Regions from separate parts of the Mus musculus genome. Here region 2 is linked to region 1. Evidence: chromatin contacts called from public Micro-C data. All regions are on one chromosome and are shown on one strand. The core of a region is the stretch at or near the end of the contact, and the rest is flanking DNA. Distances in the headings are between cores, read along the strand shown.

Region 1 (2,841 bases), core at 125-2,624:
TTGTCAGTTCTTCATGGGAAAATAAGGGCATCTTTCAGAACTAACTAAAACTTTATATGGCTGTGTTCAAAGGGGACCCTCCCCCAACTGCTCATGTGGGATGAGGACATTTCCTTCACCCTGAAGTCACATGCCAGCTGTTTATTACAGTAGTCAACACCAACATAAAAGCAGAGGCCAGGGGTGACAAGACGTCTTTTTTTTTTTTTTTTTTTTTTTTTTTAAACAGGCTAGAAACCCAGGTCAAATTGAGAGGTCTTTGCTTCTTGGGAAAGGTAGCGATGATATATGTGTTAGGCTACCAAAAGAGTACCCCATTCCTTCATGTCCTAGAGAGGAGGAGACAGATGTCTAGTGGTGTCTGCTATGTGGAAAATGCCAATGGGTCTAAATACGGGCTACACAATTTTGAAGTAGATTTTTGAAAAAACATGTCTAACTTGAGTACTTTTAACAAATGGATTGTTTTGGGATGTGTCTGCTTCCCTGCACATGAGCACATCTTCCCATCTCTTCTTATACCTCTGAGGGTTCTTCTGTCATCTCACTTCCCTTTAAAATCCTTGCTTCCAATGGACCAGGACAATGGGCATCACCGGAAGATGCTAACCCTACCTACTGTGTCACAGACTGCTTTACAGACACCTGTCTTCTAGCCAAGACCCCAGTTCCACTTGCTAATAAGATGAAACAATGTTGACTGTTTTGAAAGGACTAATAAATTCACTCAAGAAAATGTTTTATAAAGATCTGCTTTGGCTCCGTGGTATATTTTAATTAATGGCTCCTCATAAGGAACCAAACAAAACTGAAAGCTACTGGGCTAAAGATGCCAGAAGAGCTCAACGTATTTTCTTAAATGAAAAAGGCAACTCTGTCTTCATTGGAGTAATGATCTCAGTATTGCCCTGTAGTACCAGGGACATTTCAAAGTCACTGTTCTGTGACAAATGTGAGATTTGAGGTCAGTCAGATTTACACAGAAACTTGTATAGTAGAGAGCATGGAATGAGAACTGAAATCCAGCATGGGTACTTTGGGTGCCTCATAGAGTTTGGTTTGGGGAACCAAATGGTCCCACCCAACATCTTCAAAGCAACAATCTGTTGTACAGAACCAAGTAACACTTAAACATCACGTGGCTTTACTCATTTATATGGAGAATGAAGTAAGACTAAACTAAATCAATAGCAGCTAATGTGCTTACGCCCAGATGGGATCAAGAAAGCGAAGTCAATTGAACCATTAACTCTTACCTGTGGCCTGCTGGGGACATTTGCTGAAAAAGAAAATAGAAGAAATCAATTGAGGGCTTTACTATTGCTTTGTGCCTTCCCTTCTCATGCATGCAAATGTATAGAATGCTTTTCAGAGGAAGAGAATAGCTCTGCCCTTCCAAGGATGCTAGCAGGAAGCAGAGGCCAGCCACCCTGACCCTCTAAGCAAGGCTAGTTTTCCAAGTAAATGTCTCATATTCTATGTGATTTGAAATGCAAACATTCTAGAGAGAGAGAGAGAGAGAGAGAGAGAGAGAGAGAGAGAGAGAGAGAGAGAGAGAAGAAAAAGAAAAAACCAAAACCCCACACAAAACATATACTAGCTCTTTTAAAACATTCAGGAAGGATCTTGGTCCGGGACCCGCCGAACTTAGGAAATTAGTCTGAACAGGTGAGAGGGTGCGCCAGAGAACCTGACAGCCTCTGGAACAGGCAGAGGCACAGAGGCACTGAGGCAGCACCCTTTGTGGGCCGGGGACAGCCAGCCACCGTCTGGACCGGAGGACAGGTGCCCGCCCGGCTGGGGAGGCGGCCTGGGCCACAGCAGCAGCGGTCGCCATCTTGGTCCGGGACCCGCTGAACTTAGGAAATTAGTCTGAACGGGTGAGAGGGTGCGCCAGAGAACCTGACAGCCTCTGGAACAGGCAGAAGCACAGAGGGGCTGAGGCAGCACCCTGTGTGGGCCGGGGACAGCCGGCCACCTTCCGGACCAGAGGACAGGTGCCCGCCCGGCTGGGGAGGCGACCTAAGCCACAGCAGCAGCGGTCGCCATCTTGGTCCGGGACCCGCCGAACTTAGGGAATTAGTCTGAACAGGTGAGAGGGTGCGCCAGAGAACCTGACAGCTTCTGGAACAGGCAGAAGCACAGAGGCGCTGAGGCAGCACCCTGTGTGGGCCGGGGACAGCCGGCCACCTTCCGGACCAGAGGACAGGTGCCCACCCGGCTGGGGAGGCGGCCTAAGCCACAGCAGCAGCGGTCGCCATCTTGGTCCGGGACCCGCCGAACTTAGGAAATTAGTCTGAACAGGTGAGAGGGTGCGCCAGAGAACCTGACAGCTTCTGGAACAGGCAGAAGCACAGAGGCGCTGAGGCAGCACCCTGTGTGGGCCGGGGACAGCCGGCCACCTTCCGGACCGGAGGACAGGTGCCCACCCGGCAGGGGAGGCGGCCTAAGCCACAGCAGCAGCGGTCACCATCTTCGTCCCGGGACTCCAAGGAACTTAGGAATTTAGTCTGCTTAGGTTAGAGTCTGTACCACCTGGGAACTGCCAAAGCAACACAGTGTCTGAGAAAGGTCCTGTTTTGGGCCTTCTTCTTCGGCCAGGAGGAGGTCCAAATACAAGATATCTGCGCACCTTCCCTGTAAGAGAGCTTGCCAGCAGAGAGTGCTCTGAGCACTGAAACTCAGAGGAGAGAATCTGTCTCCCAGGTCTGCTGATAGACGGTAACAGAATCACCAGAAGAACAATCTCTAAACAGAGTCAACTATAACTACTAACTCCAGAGATTACCAGATGGCGAAAGGTAAACGGAGGAATCTTACTAACAGGAACCAAGACCACTC
Region 2 (2,841 bases), core at 178-2,677, 220 kb after region 1:
ATAGAAACTGGAAACAAAAACGTTCATATAGCCAAAATAGTTTCAAAAATAATGTAGCTCATTGTTTTTCTTTTTTTTTTTTTCTTTTTTTTTTTTTTTTGGTTTTTCGAGACAGGGTTTCTCTGTGTAGCCCTGGCTGTCCTGGAACTCACTTTGTAGACCAGGCTGGCCTCAAACTCAGAAATCCACCTGCCTCTGCCTCCCGAGTACTGGGATTAAAGGCGTGCGCCACCACAGCCCAGTTGCTCATTGTTTTTTCAACTTCAAGATGAGAACAAGTACCTAGGCATGCCCAAGACTACGGGTGATGAAACATCTACACAGGGGATTTCCTTCCTAGTACAGTGAAAATACAACGAATGATAACTAAAAGAAAGTATAGCAATGACTTAAGCTACTTTCTCTTTCTTTACCCCTCAACCGCATGGTTCTTTGTAGCTCAGGATAACCACTGTGACCACCTGAAATGAAATGCAGAGAGACACTGAATCTGGAATCAGAAAACCTGTCAACAGTGCCAGTTAAATCATGTACTGGCCAAGCATCGCCTACTCTGTGCCTTCACTGTGGAGTTAAAAGAGCTTGTTTCTCCAGATGTTACATAGAACTGGTGACAATTTTCTTTCCCAGACAGATGATAGGTAGGAAGATAGATAGATAGATAGATAGATAGATAGATAGATAGATAGATAGATGAAAGATATGTAGATAGATGATATATAAATTAGATAGATAGATAAATAGAAGATATATAAATGGATAGATGATAGATAAAACATATAAAAATATATATTAACACTATCTTAAAAACACATAGAACGTTTACAATCCTATTCATTAGGCGTCTCTGTCCGTGTTTCATTAGACGCTTTCCCATGGAGTCTAGGGTTGTTGCTTTCCTGTTAATTTTTATTGTGCTGTGGTTTTCTATGTCAACAGTTTTTGTTTTCCTAGTCCTTTTACAGTAGGAAAAAATACAGACACCATAAATATGGCCTGAGAAGGTGGCTCACTGGATAAAGTGCTTGACTTGAGCTTGATTCTCAGAAACCACAGAAAAATGTTTGTTGGGTATGGTGGTGTGTGTGCACTGTCTTTGTAATCCCAGAGCTAGGGAAGTCTAAACAGGGAGAATCCACCCCAGTCTGGACAGCTTGGTGAGGTCAGGCCAATAAAAGATCCTGTCTCAAAAGAGATGGTCACTTTTGTGAATGTGGTGTTGAACAGGTATGGAGCCCATACACAAATGTATATAAGTGCTTGGCCCATAGGAAGTGACAGTATTAGGAGCTGTGGCCTCCTTGGAGGAGGTGTGGCCTTGTTGGAGAAAGTGTGTCACTGTGAGGGCAGGCTTTGAGGTAGCATAAGGTCAAATGTGGCTGGTGTGACACAGTCTCCAACTGCTGTTTGAGGATCCAGATATAGAACCCTCAGCTCCATGTCTGCCTGCACTCTGCCATGCTTCCCACCATGATGGTAAGGGACTGAACCTCTATACTGTAAGCCAGCGCAATTAAATGTTTTGTCTTGTTTTGTTTTTTTAATAAGAGTTGTCAAGGTCATGGTGTCTATACACAGAAACTGTCTACCAATTCTATAATAAACATGCACAAATATGTATTAGGAGGAGGAGGAAGAGAAGGAGGAAGAAGAGGGAGAAGAGAAGGAGGAAGAGCAGGGAGAAGGAGGCACCCACCCTGAAAACCAACACCTTCCAGCAACTGCAGGGAATTGCCCTTAGGGCCTTACATATGTTAGGCAAATGTTCACCTGGCACAATACACAAAGCTTTGATACTTTAACATTTCAATACAAGACAGAGAGTCACTAAGTTATACAACCTGACCTTCAGTTCACTCTACAAACCACCCAGGCCTGGAACAATCTTCCAGCCTCAGCTTCCCAGTTAGCTGAGAGTACAGAACCTGTACCACCAGGCCTGACCCAACTACTTCACTTTCCATTCTAGAGGGATTCCGTTCCGGCTTTATCAGGCCATGCTGTCACAGCGGCCAATTATTTATTAAGCATTAAAAAGCACTGTCCGCTTCTGTGACTGAGCTTTGTTACAAATCAGTCTTTCAGAACTTCACAGACCTGAACAAACTAGAAAAAGAAAAATGAAAAGCAATCCTCTCCCACACTCCACATCCTTTCCAACTTCAATTACTTGGACTCATTTACCTTGCCTGAGATGAACAAACTTCGAGCAAGTGAGAAAACGACAATGGTGTGACATTGTCTATATTCTCCTATCCCTGCTAATTGCTTAATTTCCAGAGCTAAATATAAACAACTAACTTCCCTTTGAAAGGCCAGCAGGGCTCTGCCGAGAACCAAGAGAAAGCGGTTCGTGCCTATAGCTTTCAGATCCATACATACAGGCTGGAAATTTCCATTTGATACTTAATAAACTGCACCCCAGAGGAAACACAAGTCATCAAGCTTTTAGTCACGATGACAAAATAGCATTTTCTGAATCTAGAGTGCTATGCCAGCTCTCTTCTCAGAAAGAACTTTCTGTTTACTCCCTACTGTATCCGCGTCAGTCACGCAGAGTTCCAACTAACGTTTTTTGTTCTTAAAGAACCACTTAACTTTGTGACCGGCATTTGGGGGTGGGGGTGTTTTTCGAGACAGGATTTCTCTGTATTTTCCTGGCTGTCCTGGAACTCACTCTGTAGACCAGGCTGGCCTCGAACTCAGAAATCCGCCTGCCTCTGCCTCCCAAGTGCTGGGATTAAAGGCGTCCGCCACCACCACGCCCGGCTATTTTTTAATCATGTAAAAAGCACTGCATTAAATCATAAGTGAAGTCATTGGTAACATGGGTTTTCTGAT

The links. A called contact is a pair of places that touch in the nucleus more often than the background predicts.
Region 2: a contact with region 1 is called in a Micro-C map of embryonic stem cells, with 4 times the contacts expected there. The contact joins two enhancer-like sites. A contact is called at or near these places in 11 of 39 promoter capture datasets (the 3T3-L1 cell line, the C10 cell line, the HPC-7 cell line and 6 more), 8 of 484 Hi-C or Micro-C datasets (the Ba/F3 cell line and embryonic stem cells), 7 of 115 datasets of contacts at active chromatin or transcription factors (all in embryonic stem cells) and 2 of 9 other capture datasets (adipose tissue and embryonic stem cells).

What each region holds. Positions count from the first base shown.
Region 1 is chr10:12,384,262-12,387,102 of GRCm38.p6, forward strand. Utrn (utrophin) reads right to left here. Exons shown (of 74, transcript NM_011682.4): 73 at 1,257-1,279. Among named protein-coding and RNA genes, the nearest start is that of Gm25139, 17 kb to the left of the region's middle. Within about 2 kb of position 1,375, at least 3 of the 459 cell types and tissues checked have an H3K27ac peak or open chromatin away from gene starts, as enhancers often do. A contact at or near this core is called in embryonic stem cells, where this site is marked.
Region 2 is chr10:12,607,069-12,609,909 of GRCm38.p6, forward strand. All of the region lies in intron 50 of Utrn (utrophin), which reads right to left. Among named protein-coding and RNA genes, the nearest start is that of Gm25139, 240 kb to the left of the region's middle. Within about 2 kb of position 1,428, at least 22 of the 459 cell types and tissues checked have an H3K27ac peak or open chromatin away from gene starts, as enhancers often do. A contact at or near this core is called in embryonic stem cells, where this site is marked.